Regions from separate parts of the Anser cygnoides genome. Here region 1 is linked to region 2. The links are chromatin contacts, called in public Hi-C maps. All regions are on one chromosome and are shown on one strand. Each heading gives the region's core, a stretch centred on a gene start, on an enhancer-like site or on the middle of the called end of the contact. The rest is flanking DNA. Distances are from core to core; before and after follow the strand shown.

Region 1 (6,164 bases), core at 1,057-3,556, 140 kb before region 2:
AGGCAGAGAGGGGGGCAACACAAGGAGATAGGCGCAGGAGGTTGGCACTGTGTGCCTGGGGCTGGGGACAGAGAGATGTCCTGCGTGTGACTGGTTCTGTCTGTACAGCTACGGGCTTGACGAAGTATTTGAGACAAATTATCTGAAGCGCGCGGCCTCCGCTCGGTTTCTGTCTGGTCTCCATGGTGAGAGGCCACGACGCCCTCCCTGCTCTAGCACCTGCGGCTCGATTTCTCTCAGTTTGTCCTTGCCTTTCTTTCAGGAGCAACTGCATGGAGGGCCTGATCCTCCCACCCGACCCCGGCTTCAGCAGGCACGGGAGAGGGTGCAAGGCACCCACAGAGCCTTTAGGGTGGGACGGAGGCAGTGAGGACATGGTCTTCAGGCTCCAAAATGCTCAGCTGCCTGTGTGGGATATGGCAACCACCTCCTCAGCTAAGCCCTCCTTACATTCCTTTTTTTTCCACAGCAGACAAAGAAAGGGGGTAATTAAGGCTGCCTCGTTTTGCCATGGGAGACGCCTGTCGATGGTAGAGGGCTGGAGGCACGCGTGCCGTGCTCGCAGGTTCTACCTGCAGGCTGGCCTCTTGTTCGCATGCAGTAAAGGGGATCTGGGAGAAAAGCATGTAATTAGTGCAGCTGCCATATAGTTTTTGTAGATATCAATAAAACATTGATTCCCTCCTTCTGTAAGCTCCTGTGCCGCAGTGCATACAAATGGCCCCGATGGCTTCTCCCTGAAGCAGCCAACGCCGTGGCCGCCCGGCTGTCCAGAGGTTGCAAATAATGGGTTTTGTGTGCAGGGAGGCACATCACCGCTAAATAACGTGGTTTGGGTCGGTTGGATGAGAAGTTGTATGGCATTTTCCTTTTCAAGCTTAAGGAAAAAATAAAAAGAAAAGAAAGAGAAATCTCGTTTTTGTTTGACTGACAGTGTTTTGTTTGGTGTGAAGCTAAAAAAAAATCAAAAAGCTCCGTTTCCATCTTGCTTCACTCAGCCTCTCGCCCCGTCCATCTCCTTTCCCATCTCCTGACATGTCTGTGTGAAAACCACAGAGGAGACGTTTGTTTTGGGGCATGAACCTGGCCGCTCTTCACGGGGAACAGCAAAATAAACGCCACTTATTTTTTTGTCCTGTCCCAATGGTGGTGTGTAGCTCACATTCGGACTGTCCCGTTCCCATAACCCCCTAAACCTCTGTTTCGTGCTGTTCATTGACACCCCTCGTCCTGTACCGGCGCTCAGTGGGGAGGAGAACATATGAAAAACCAACAGCCGCTGCTCAGTTCTGCAGCGCTGTCCCTGGGCAACCCAATACCTTGACCACGCTTCTTAAGCAGTGTGCTGATGAGCCCCGCAGCGGGGCTGGCTGGACGGGGTTTGGGGGCAGCGGGAAGCCCACGGTGATGCTGCGGGGCTGGGGGGCTTGTGCCCAACCAAGCCTTTGAGAGGCTGGCCGGTATATGCCTCTGCGTGGTTTTCCCTCTGAAAGACTGTTTTTCTATGGCCTCTTTTGAAGACTCCTTCTCCCCAGCAATACAGGATCTTTAAAAGTATATATTTTTAAAAGAAAAACACGCTATTTATAAATTATTCTATATGCTCTCAACAAAGCATGTGCCAGACTGCGCTGGCGGAAAGCCCACTCCCGACTCCTCCTCGTTGGGTTTAAAAAAAGCAAGTAACGCCGGTTCTTTTATCTTTTCCTGGCCGAAACAGCACGGAGAGAGTCGTGGTGCAAATGGGAACAGGGAAGGGGCTGGCGCAGCGTGGTGCCACCACGGCCCCTGGGTGCCCTGCTCCGGTGGCAGGGGGACCCGGAGATGTGGCTGGGGACCATGGCGATGGGCAGGGAGAGGAGCCCGGCCTCTGCTGTGCCTCTGCCACCGTGGTTTATCAGCGATAACCACCTGCCCCGTGGCGGCTGGGAAGCGACCTGAGGTGCAGGGGATGGGGGGTTTCTCTGGTTACTCCGGGTGCTGGGTTTGCGGACTGCAGCGCCCAGGACACCCGCTGGCTGCCCGCCACCCCCGGGGTGACGCGCTGTGTGCTCCCACGCGGCCCCACGGCCAGCTTTTGGGGCAAAACCCACAAAAAACCGTCCTCCAGCCCCGCGCGTAGGGGCGGGGCCAGCTCTGAGGCGACGAGGAGGAGGCGGGGCCTCGCCGAGCCACGCCCCCACCCCGCCGAAACCCCGCCCCCGGCGGGCGGTGCCGGCGGTTGCCGTGGCGACGCGGCCGTGCCGGCGGCGGGCTGGGCGGCGGGGCGGGGCGGGGAGGCGGGGCGGCAAGATGGCGGCGGCGGCGGCGGCCGGGGAGGCGGCGGCGGCGGCGGGGCGGCGCTGAGCCGAGCCGAGCCGAGCCGAGCCGAGCCGAGCCGAGGAGGAGGCCCCGCGGCGGCGCCTGAGGAGCAGCGGGGCGGGCGGGCGGGGGCCCATGTGCGGCGGCGGAGGCCCCCCCCCGCCCCCCAGTACCGGCGGCGGCGGCCCGTTGGCGGCCAGGCGCCGCTGAAGAGGCTCGGAGCGAGCGAGGCGGCGGCAGAGGAGGAGGAGGAGGAGGAGGAGGCGGCAGGATGAAGTTCGCCGAGCACCTGGCGGCGCACATCACCCCCGAGTGGCGGAAGCAGTACATCCAGTATGAGGTGGGGGCTGCCCCTGCCCGGTCCCACCGGCGGAGGCACCGGGAGGGGGGCGCAGGCCGGGGCGGGGGGGAGGCCGCCGCCGCCGTTCCCCTCAGCGAGGGGCAGCGCGGAGGGATGGGGCCGCGGGGGCTGTCCGCGCCCAGCCCGTTTTCTCCTCTACCCTCTCGGCCTAGCGGGAAGGTCAGAAGAACGGGGGGTGAATCAGAAATCACCCCAAGGCAGCACCGTCTCGTGGAGCCCGGTACCGGAGGTCCCCCCCGAGCCTCCTCCAGCCCCCTCTGGGGGTGCTGGGCTTGGCCCGGCCCCCCCCCTGCAGCTCCCGGTGCCTGCTGTGGGAAGGTCGCGCTGACACCTCAGCAGCTCAACCCGGGCTCCTGCCCGCTGTTAGGCTTTGGGCTGGTGCTCAGGGAGGCCGTTATCCCCGGTAAAACCGCTGCTTATTTCGCTGTCACCGCTTCGAGATATTCTCCCCAGCAGCACCGGTCATCTCCGCGAGTAATAATTAAACCTGGCCGGCTGAAAGCTGATTCCAGGAGAGCCGTCGGCAGCGGGCTTCTTGACCCGCTGAGCCAGGCAAAAAAAAAACACTCAACGCTTGTTATCATTCGAGGGCCAGGGTTTTCTCTCTGGAACCATAATAGTGATTTATTTCTCATATCCCTATGAAGCTGTCTGCTCTCGCAAGGAAACCGTGTTTATCTTAGCTTGCTGTGTTATTCTTGTCGGACTTGAAAAGTTTATATCTTCCCTTTTGACCACTCCTTTGTTTTCCATTACCTGAGTGCAAAGGAATGGATGTCTAAAGAAAAACTGCAGGCAGGTTTCACTTTAGAACAAAATTGTGATCTACCTGAGTTATTTGCAAACGAGCTGCCCAAGTAACACATCAGTTTTTGCGAAGGAGGGAGCCCATTGTCTCAGTACGGTAGCAGATTAGTTCTGCATCGGGTCTCTGATGCATTATCTGTGCGAGAGCTCTTGGGGTTGTTTTCTGCTTTTGGGAGCAGAAAACTTGCGTGTGGTCCTAAGGGAAGGCTCGGAGGTGGGGCTGGAGGGGAAGTCAAGGAGGAAAAAAGATGTGCAGAAGGCTTCGCTCCTGGCTGACCAGATGGAAGTCGAGGGAGGGTGAAGGAGACCTAGCGAACTATGACACCTCGATTAAGGCGTGAAGAACTCTGCTGCGCATTGGCCGCTGCTTTCATTACAGGAGGTTAATTTTCAGATGTTTTAACTAGGGCACTGATATTCTCTCTTTCTCCCTTCCCCCATCCCAGTTTAAAATAAAGGTAGATTTCAGTAAAATCTTCCTTATAGATGTTTCCCTTTCTAGACATAGCGTTCTCCTCGTTGGACAGATAGCGATAGCTGAATATTGAGTGAATTAAAATAAAAACCCCACCCTCCCTTTTAGTAGTAAGTTTCAAAACTCTTTGTTAGCCTTGTAGCTGGCTGAACGTGAGTCAGCCTGCTGCTCATGCATATTCCAGTAGTGCAATAGTCTGGCATTTATTATTCAGTGGCTGGTGGTCGTGTGGAGCGCGGCGCTACCTTGGTTTACTTGTTGGTGATACTCGAGGCAAGAAGCATGCAACCCTCCTTTGTCAAGAGAAATGCCAAGCTGTTGCTTGGCAAATGTTGCTTTCATTATTTGTGTGCAATACTTCTTACATTGTGCATCGTAGTAATTTTTTTTTCTAAAAATGTATGTGTATAATTCATTTAAATATCTTAACGTGGTTTTTTATTTGACAGTTTATATCTTCTCCTTAATTAAAGCAGTAATCAGTTACCATTTCGGAGTGAGAGATCCCATTGTGTTTAACTCGGAAAAGATCAGTCCCATTTGCAGGGACTTACCACGACAGGTTAGTGATGATAATGAAAGGACCGGAAGATGGAATAGCAATTGTCTTCAAGGCAGTCTGTTGATAAGGCTTACATGTAGTCATCTGATTTTTCAACTCTGATGTCCGTAGCTTTTTCCATTGGAGAGCAGGTGACTTTCACGCAGCCCCTAAGTCTTGTAAGACCCTGAGGTCCTCTCCAGGTGGGAAGGCTCTGGTTTGAAGACAAGCGAGGCTACAAGGAGCTCTGCCTTGCACAAATGGCCAATAAGACTAGGAGGATGTAATCTGTTGCTGATGATGTCAAGAAGAAGAATGAGGCAATGTTTTAAATATCTGAATGTGTAGTTTCACTTTCAGATGGTCTTTGATTTACAGCCCTCTTTTTGATTTACAGCCCTCTGAGTTGTTATCAGTAATGCGATCTTTCCCTCAAACAGTGACCCGTTTAATTACTGTAACTGTGATTGTAGGAAGTGTGCAAGTTGCCCAGACTTGGGGCGGGTACTTGGTCCATGGAAGAGTTTAATGAAAATGAATAGATTTTTCCCCTGTCTAAACAAGGAAAAAGATATACTTTGATACCTATAGCTTGGATTCTTATTTTTTTTTCAGCAAAAGCACTGCAGTGCCATTACTGTGTGTCTGTTTTTTAAGAAAGAGCAGTTGGCAAGTGAAAAAGAAGAATGGTGATGCATACTGCTCCGTCTCATTCAGCTTTTCACAAAGACATGGGCTGTGACTGAGTGAGCATTTACACAGTGTTTTACAAAAACCTCGGTTGACTTGATTTGACTTTTCACTCTAAAGATTGCTCACATCTTTAGATTTGCACCTGCTGCCCTCTCTGTGCTAAGGCCAGGTCCGAGCGCCTTGGCTTGGGGTGTCTGGCACCCTGTTGTCTGCAGAGCTAGTGGCCTCCCCAGCGGGGTAAAGGCTCGCTCCAGCACTGCTTCTTGCCTTAAAACCTTAGGTTTTGAACCCTTCCTTTACTCTTTGATTCCTTCGGTGTGAAAACATGAGACGAAACAAAATCCAGTCTTTGTGTCAGACAACAGAATTTGCTTTTTAACATAGAATTGAACAAATTAAGGTGACTCACGGATGAATTTCAGCTGATGCTTTCTTTCTGAACCCATTCTTTACTGCATTTAATGTGTGTTTGTAGATGCAGTGGAACTGTTGGATTGCCGGGCCTCTGCTTATCCTTAATCATGATGCAAATTTCCTCTGCCAGTGTGTACCTCTCTGAAGTGCTTGCAGGAGAAGGAGGAGAGCATTGCTCAGTCTGCTCAGGCCTCCCGACACAAGTGTATGTGCGCCTGTCAGTCTGCTGGGAACTCGGTGGAGTTTTACAGTTGCCAGATGGCAGTTTTGTGTCAGTTTATCTGGCCTGAATTTGTTTATCTGGGTGCAGAAGTCTCTTTAGTGAGCTCTTAAAAGTCTCTTCAGCACGTAGTCTATTTACACTTATGTTTCCCTGCGTATTTAACTCATCGCTGTGCGCTCTGCTAGAGCAGGGAAGGCTGAGAAGTATCCACCAATTCTTGGGAAAAGTTCTTAGAATTGTGGAATGGTTTGGGTTGGAAGGAACCTTGAAGATCTTCTAATTCCACCCCCCTGCTGTGGGGGGTTCTAAAGAAAAAAGCAATTAGCTGATGTTTGAAAACAACGAGTGT
Region 2 (5,799 bases), core at 2,228-4,727:
CCGAGGCGGCGAGCGAGCCGGGGCAGATCTGCTGCGACGAGCCGGTGCTGCGGACCCTCAACCCCTGGAGCACGGCCATCGTGGCCTTCTGACGCGCCGGCCGCACGGACTCACCCCTCCGCGGGGAAAAGGGACAGACGGCCCTCCGCCGGCGGACGGACAGACGGGCCCGGGGGCGACCCCCTCCCCCCTTTCCTCCCGGCCGCACGGGAAGGCCCGCGGGGCCGCAGCACTTCCCCTTCGCCGGGAGCCGGCCGTCGGCAGCCGCCCTGGGAGCGCCCCCGGCCCTGCCCTCCCGGAATTCCCCTTCCCGGCCGGGCCTCCGCCCTCCCCGGCGCCCCGGGGGGAGCGTCCCTGGCCGGCGCCGACGCTGGGGGCGCTCCCGTCGGTTTAATATTTTAAGCTTGGAAAGTATTAAGTTTATTGAATAAAGTCTCTATTTTGGAAAGGCTTAGGTCAGAACTATTACATGGTGCTTTTTAAAAGTGTTTATCGAGAGAATTTACAAAAAGTTTACAGACGCTCTGATGGAAAGTCCTTGAGCCTGTTTGTTAGGCTCGGTAACTCCCGGTCTTTGTTGTATAAAGGCTTGGGGCTCCCGTAGGGGTTTTGTACAGTATTCTTCAGTGATGTATCTCGTTTTGTACAAAATGTAATTTCTACGTGTACAACACGTATTAAATATTTTCGACTGTATGAGCCTTAGTCCCTGTTTGTGCCCCCGCCTGGCTCCGGGGGGAGGGCCGCGGGGCGCCGGGCAGGCAGCAGCAGGGTGTGGTTGCTGCATGTCTGTGGCTGGATCCACCCTGCCTCGCCAGAGGCTCGGGGTGGGTTGGAGTCCAGCTCCTCTGGGAGCGGGGAAGAAAGGGAACTTCTGTCGGGGCCGCCGGGGGCCCTTCCAGGTGCTCTGGCCGCTCCTGAGCGGGGAGAGGGGGCTCGGTGGGAGCACGGAGCGCTCCTGCTGCCTGGCGCAGGCTTGTTAATCCACGGGCTGCTGGTGGAGTTGTGCCGTGGGCATGGAGCTGCGGTAGAGCTCGAGGTCTTGCTTAGAAAGTACCTGATGTTCGCTTGGTTTGGGTGGGAGGTGGTTGCTGGGTCCCCGAAACATGTCTGGGCGCAGTCCCAGCGCGGCCGGGTCAAGGGCTGGCGTCCGCCTCCTCGCTCAAAGGTCCGGGGCCGGGGGCGTGTGAGCTGATACTTCCCGGACATAGGCTGTGCTCCTGGCCACTTGCTGCTCTGCCAAAAATATTCCTCCGTACCTCCTGTTTGTTGCTACTTGCAGAAGAGTTAAGACGACGAGTACCGGGGCTTTATTTTTTATTTATTTTTCTCGCTATCGGTAAAGCTATAACTGGGTTGAAGTTCCTGCTCTTAAGGGTGGGGAGAAAAGTTTGGCCTGTGCTTCACAGTGACTGTGGAGCGCCCCAGGGCGCTGTAATTAGACTGAATTGTGGGGGATTTTTTTTCCTGCTTCTCGCTGGGAGATTCACTAGAGGCCTCTCTGCTCCTAATTAATGAACTCTTCCACTGCAGATTACATCTCCTGAAGTAAAGGAAGGCTCGTGTGTGCCCTCCGTGTCGTGCTGTGAAATGCAGCCCGGGATATCTCCCCGGGCATCGGGGCCCACCTCGGGTGGGAGAGCTGGGGAGCAGGCTGGGAGGTGAGCGATGACGAGCACGGCCTCTCAGCTCTTCGCTTTCTCTTACGTGGATGAAATGGGAGCAGCGCCGTACCCTCACGGGGCAGGCTGCGATTTTTACACTTGGTTTCTGTGGCAGCTGCAAGTGCTGGGCTTGGTCCTCCTGAAGTGCTAGGAAATGAAGAATGAGGGAGAAGCCGTCTGGGTCGGGGTGTCGTGGGGGGAGTTCTCCTAGCCTGGGCACGAGGTAGTGGTTCCCATGCGGAAAAGCCCAAGTCTTACCGTCTTCATTTGATTTTCCTTGAAATTTGTACCTGGTGTCTGGTGGGGAAGTCAATTTGGGACTTTTGTCATGAGAGGTTGGCAGGAGGAGAAAGGTGGGAGGTGCGTGGTCTGGGGGCAGGGACGGCCTCTCCCTCCAGCCCTGCCGGAGGGCACGGGTTGCCCTTTGGGTGAGGGGATGGCGATGCCCTCGTGCTCCTGTATGAGTGCAGCTCCTTCCCAAGGCCTGGGGGAGCGCCTTGGTCCCGCTCCTTTGCCAGCAGCATCTCCCTGAGCGCTGCCATGGGCTCGGGGCGCTTGCGCTCTCGGCTCAGCGAGGCGATCAGGAGCAGCTTCGCGTACCCGAAGGCTTCCTGGGCGCCTGGTCCAGCTGCTTCGCGGGTCCCCACGCGGCCGGGGCCCGACTTCCCTTTGGCACACATCGCCTGGCGGCGCTCGTATCTGTCCCACCTCCCAGAGGCGTTGTGCAAGAGCCTCGTGGCCGCCTGCCTCCGACACGCGGCGAGGGCAGCCCCGCGATGCTAGCGCAGCTCCCTTTGGCTGGCGGGAGCGCTGCGCAGCGCTCGCAGCGTGAGCAGGTTCTTGTTTTTCAGCTGCTGAGCGGTGTCCCCGAAGGACCCGGGCCAGCTGGGGCTGCTCCTCGCGTGTTCCCCTGGTGTGTTTTATAACACGCGTGCGGGGCTAAGGAAGCCGTGCCCCGCTGGAAGCAGCAGAACCCCAGAATCGTGGCGTAAATCCAGCGCCCGGGAACAAAGCTGCCCCCCAGCCCAAGCTCAGGGACCGGGTGCCCCGGGAGCAGGCGGCCGTTCCCAGGGCTGCAGCGGCCCCGCTGGCCCCGGGCAAGGGCGGGAGCGGCTCTGTGGTATGCCCCAATTGTTCCCGGCTGGAGATTTTCTGCCTAAGCTGCAGCGGGGCTTCGCTTAGCGAACTGCAGCTCGCCTCCCGAGCCTCCGCCGAGCAGCGTCTCTGCTTCGCGGGGGCTGCTGCGAGCGGCGCTGGTCAAACAAACCGCGCGCTGCTCCCGAAAGGCTGCGGGACTCGGCAGGGACCGCCCGCCCCGGGGTGTGCTGCGTGTCCCCAGGGAGCCACGGGCTGCTGCTGAAGGGATCTGGGAAAGACGGCCGAGACGGGACAGCCGCCGGTACGTTTCGGTTTGTCGCAGAGGGGTCTGCGCCTCCGCTGGAAAATGAGTCTCAAATCGAAACAGACTCGTAATTACCACGCTGAATTAGTTTTGGTATCGGTTTTTCTGCCCTTTTTTTTTTCCCAGCGTCTTGCCTTGTTCCTACAATCCCATTGACACAACCAGGGGCCGCTTTCCTGAATTCATCTGTTCCATCACGCTGCTCCGATCCCTGGCCGCGTCCCCCCGCGCTGAGATGGCCGCAGAGGTGCGGGTGATGGGATGGGACAGATGAGAAGGGACGGGGGAAGCGGCCGGGGGAGAGGCTCGCTGCCCAAACCCGCCACCCCTGCAAACGCTGACGGAAGAAGCAGGAGCACGTGAATGAGCCAGATAAAAATAAAAACTTCCATCACTTGGAAGAGAGGGCGACACCTATGGAAAGTGCCCCACGGGGTCTGGGCGGATGTGACCTAACGGGAGGATGGCAGGGCGCTCGCCTTCCCGGAATAGCAGCGGGCCGCGGGGATGGCTGGAAGCGGCTCCTCCGCGTGGGGCTGGGGCTGGAGCCGGCGGAGGAGGCTGTTCGGAGCTCGGCCCCTGGGGCAGACAGGAGCGGGGGGCTGCCCGGGGAGGACAAGGCATGCCGCGTCAGCTCGCCTCCTGCTGCATTTGGCCGCCGGTGGTCGCGGGCTGCAGCTCCCGGTGCCGCCGCTCTCACTGGGATGCCTGCTGGAGGGAGAGGAGGATTTGTACGCGCTCGTGCCAACGGCGTGAATCACCTCGGCCTTTACAGGGACGGACCCACGCCTCCGGGGCCGGCTGCCAGCCGGCGCTCCCCTCCAGCGAGGCCGAGAGGGGCCGAGGCTCGGCGGAGGCTCCGGGTGCTCCCTCCCCGTGCCCTCCCGGCCCGGTGCGACCCGGCTCGGCCACCCGTCCTTCCCCTGCCCGGGGCAGGCGGTGCGGACTCGGTGCTGCAGCATCCTGCCGGGGCTGTGTCAGCGCTCAGGAATCCGGAGAGAGAGCTGCGGGGAGGGAGGGAAGCCGGGAGGGAGGCCAGCGCCTCGGGGCTGCGCGCCTGCTGGGGCCTCTCCCAGCTGCATGGGGGGCACCGGAGGGAGGGCAGGGGGGTGCTGGGGGAAGAAGAAGAGAAAATCCAGGCCAACGCTGGTCCCGGAGGCAGGGTCAGGGCCGGGCGAGCGCTGGGATATGGGCATAAAGATGAACAAGTCCCTTCTGGTTGTAATTTCTGCTCCCGACGCGCACACCCTGCGGGGCCCCCCCCGGCTGGGCGAGGGCTGCCTGGCCGCGCCGCCCCGGGGGGAGCGGTAATGAAACGCAGAGCTGCCTGGGAGGGCAGGGGAAAAAAAGGCTCCGGCTGAGGTTTTGTGCCTCTGGTTTCCTCCAGCAGAGTGATTTATTGGCGGTGGAGAGGGGGAGGGAAGGGCTCGGAGCGGCGGCGAGGCACATGGCGAGGCAGGTATGGGGCTCCTCCACGTGCCCGATGCTCTGGCACGTCACCCCGTGGCACGTCGCCCCACATCCTTTCACCCCCCCCTCTTCCTCCTCCTCCTCCTCGCCTCCGACCTCAGCTGTCGTCTCCGGTAGCTCAGGGGCTTAATGTGAGCCCCGGGACAGGTCGAGGCACATCCAGCGCCGTGCGTGCAGACGCAGGAAGGAGCACAAACAATCCCCAGGGAAAATATTCCACTGCTGCTCTTCCTGGCATCGAGCAGTACTGGGGGGTGGAAAGACCTTGCCGTAAAAACACTGCGGGGGGCTCAAGCCCCAAATCTGCCTCCTCCTTGGGGACCTCAGCCCGGCCCAGCGAGGGGAAAGCCGCAGAGGGCGCAGCGTCCGCGGGCTCGGCATCGCCGGCGCCACGTGCTGCCCGCCGCTGGACTCTGCCCTCGGCCGCTCTCCTCCTGTTTGCTTTGGCAAGCCCCGGGCGGGACGGCACGAACGGGGCCGGGGGGGGGGGGGGAAAGGAGAACGGGGAGGGAAGTGGAGGAGCGGATGGGGAGCGCGGGGAAGGGCAGGAAGGACACAGCTGGCTCGGAAACGCCAGGAGGGCAGGAAGGAGGGAGCGGAGCCGGGGAGGGATCCCCCTGCAGCCAGGAGGATGCCCCCTCCCTCGCTAAGCCAGGGCCCCATCCCGAGCCCGGCTGGGGTTTCGCTAGCAGCCAGCAGGAGGAAGTGGCTCTTTGAGCAGCAGGGGACAGAAATCCCCATCGGCCTCCAGCCACCGAGCGCGGGCGGTGAGTCGTCCTGCTCTGCCCTTTAAGCCCGCTGCCGCCCTCCCACGCGGGGACCCCGCTGGATTTACCGGGCTCCACGTGCCTGCAGCGGTGACCTGACCCCCCCCGGCGCCCACCCCGTTTGCTCCAGGGAGGATATAAGTGTCCCTGGGGGTCCTTGGCACAGCGGGGAGGCCGGGAGGAGCCGTACCCCGAAGAAGTTGCCTCTGCTGCTTGGGGATCGGGGTGAATTCATTCAGTCGATGAGCTTGGAGGGAACCCAGCGCCTCGGGGTGCTGCTCAGCACCCTGCTGGCTCCGCTTGGTCCCTGAGTCTGCTGCGGAGCTGCCCGAAGGAGGCTGCAGGAAGAGGAGAGGCGGCTGCTCGCGGTGCCACCACCGATGCGCCGACGTCCCCAGGGCCTCTGGGCGCAGCCCGGGCTGACGACGTCCTTCTGCTGCCCGCTGCTCCTCGGGGATGTGGGAGAAGAGGAGCCGGCGGGGCTGGAGGCAGGCTG

What was found. Hi-C and Micro-C count contacts between places; a contact is called where the count stands out from the background.
Region 1: a Hi-C map of liver shows a contact between it and region 2, with 6 times the contacts expected there. The contact joins the promoter of XPR1 here to the promoter of CACNA1E in region 2. A contact is called at or near these places in 3 of 7 Hi-C or Micro-C datasets (all in liver).

Annotation. Positions count from the first base shown.
Region 1 is chr8:12,112,335-12,118,498 of Taihu_goose_T2T_genome, reverse strand. XPR1 (xenotropic and polytropic retrovirus receptor 1) reads left to right here and starts at 2,306. Exons shown (of 15, transcript XM_048054236.2): 1 at 2,306-2,641. The coding sequence starts at 2,573.
Region 2 is chr8:11,973,131-11,978,929 of Taihu_goose_T2T_genome, reverse strand. It overlaps CACNA1E (calcium voltage-gated channel subunit alpha1 E), which reads left to right and starts at 3,477. Exons shown (of 48, transcript XM_067001526.1): 1 at 3,477-5,303. It overlaps IER5 (immediate early response 5), which reads left to right. Exons shown (of 1, transcript XM_048054234.2): 1 at 1-696. The coding sequence ends at 92.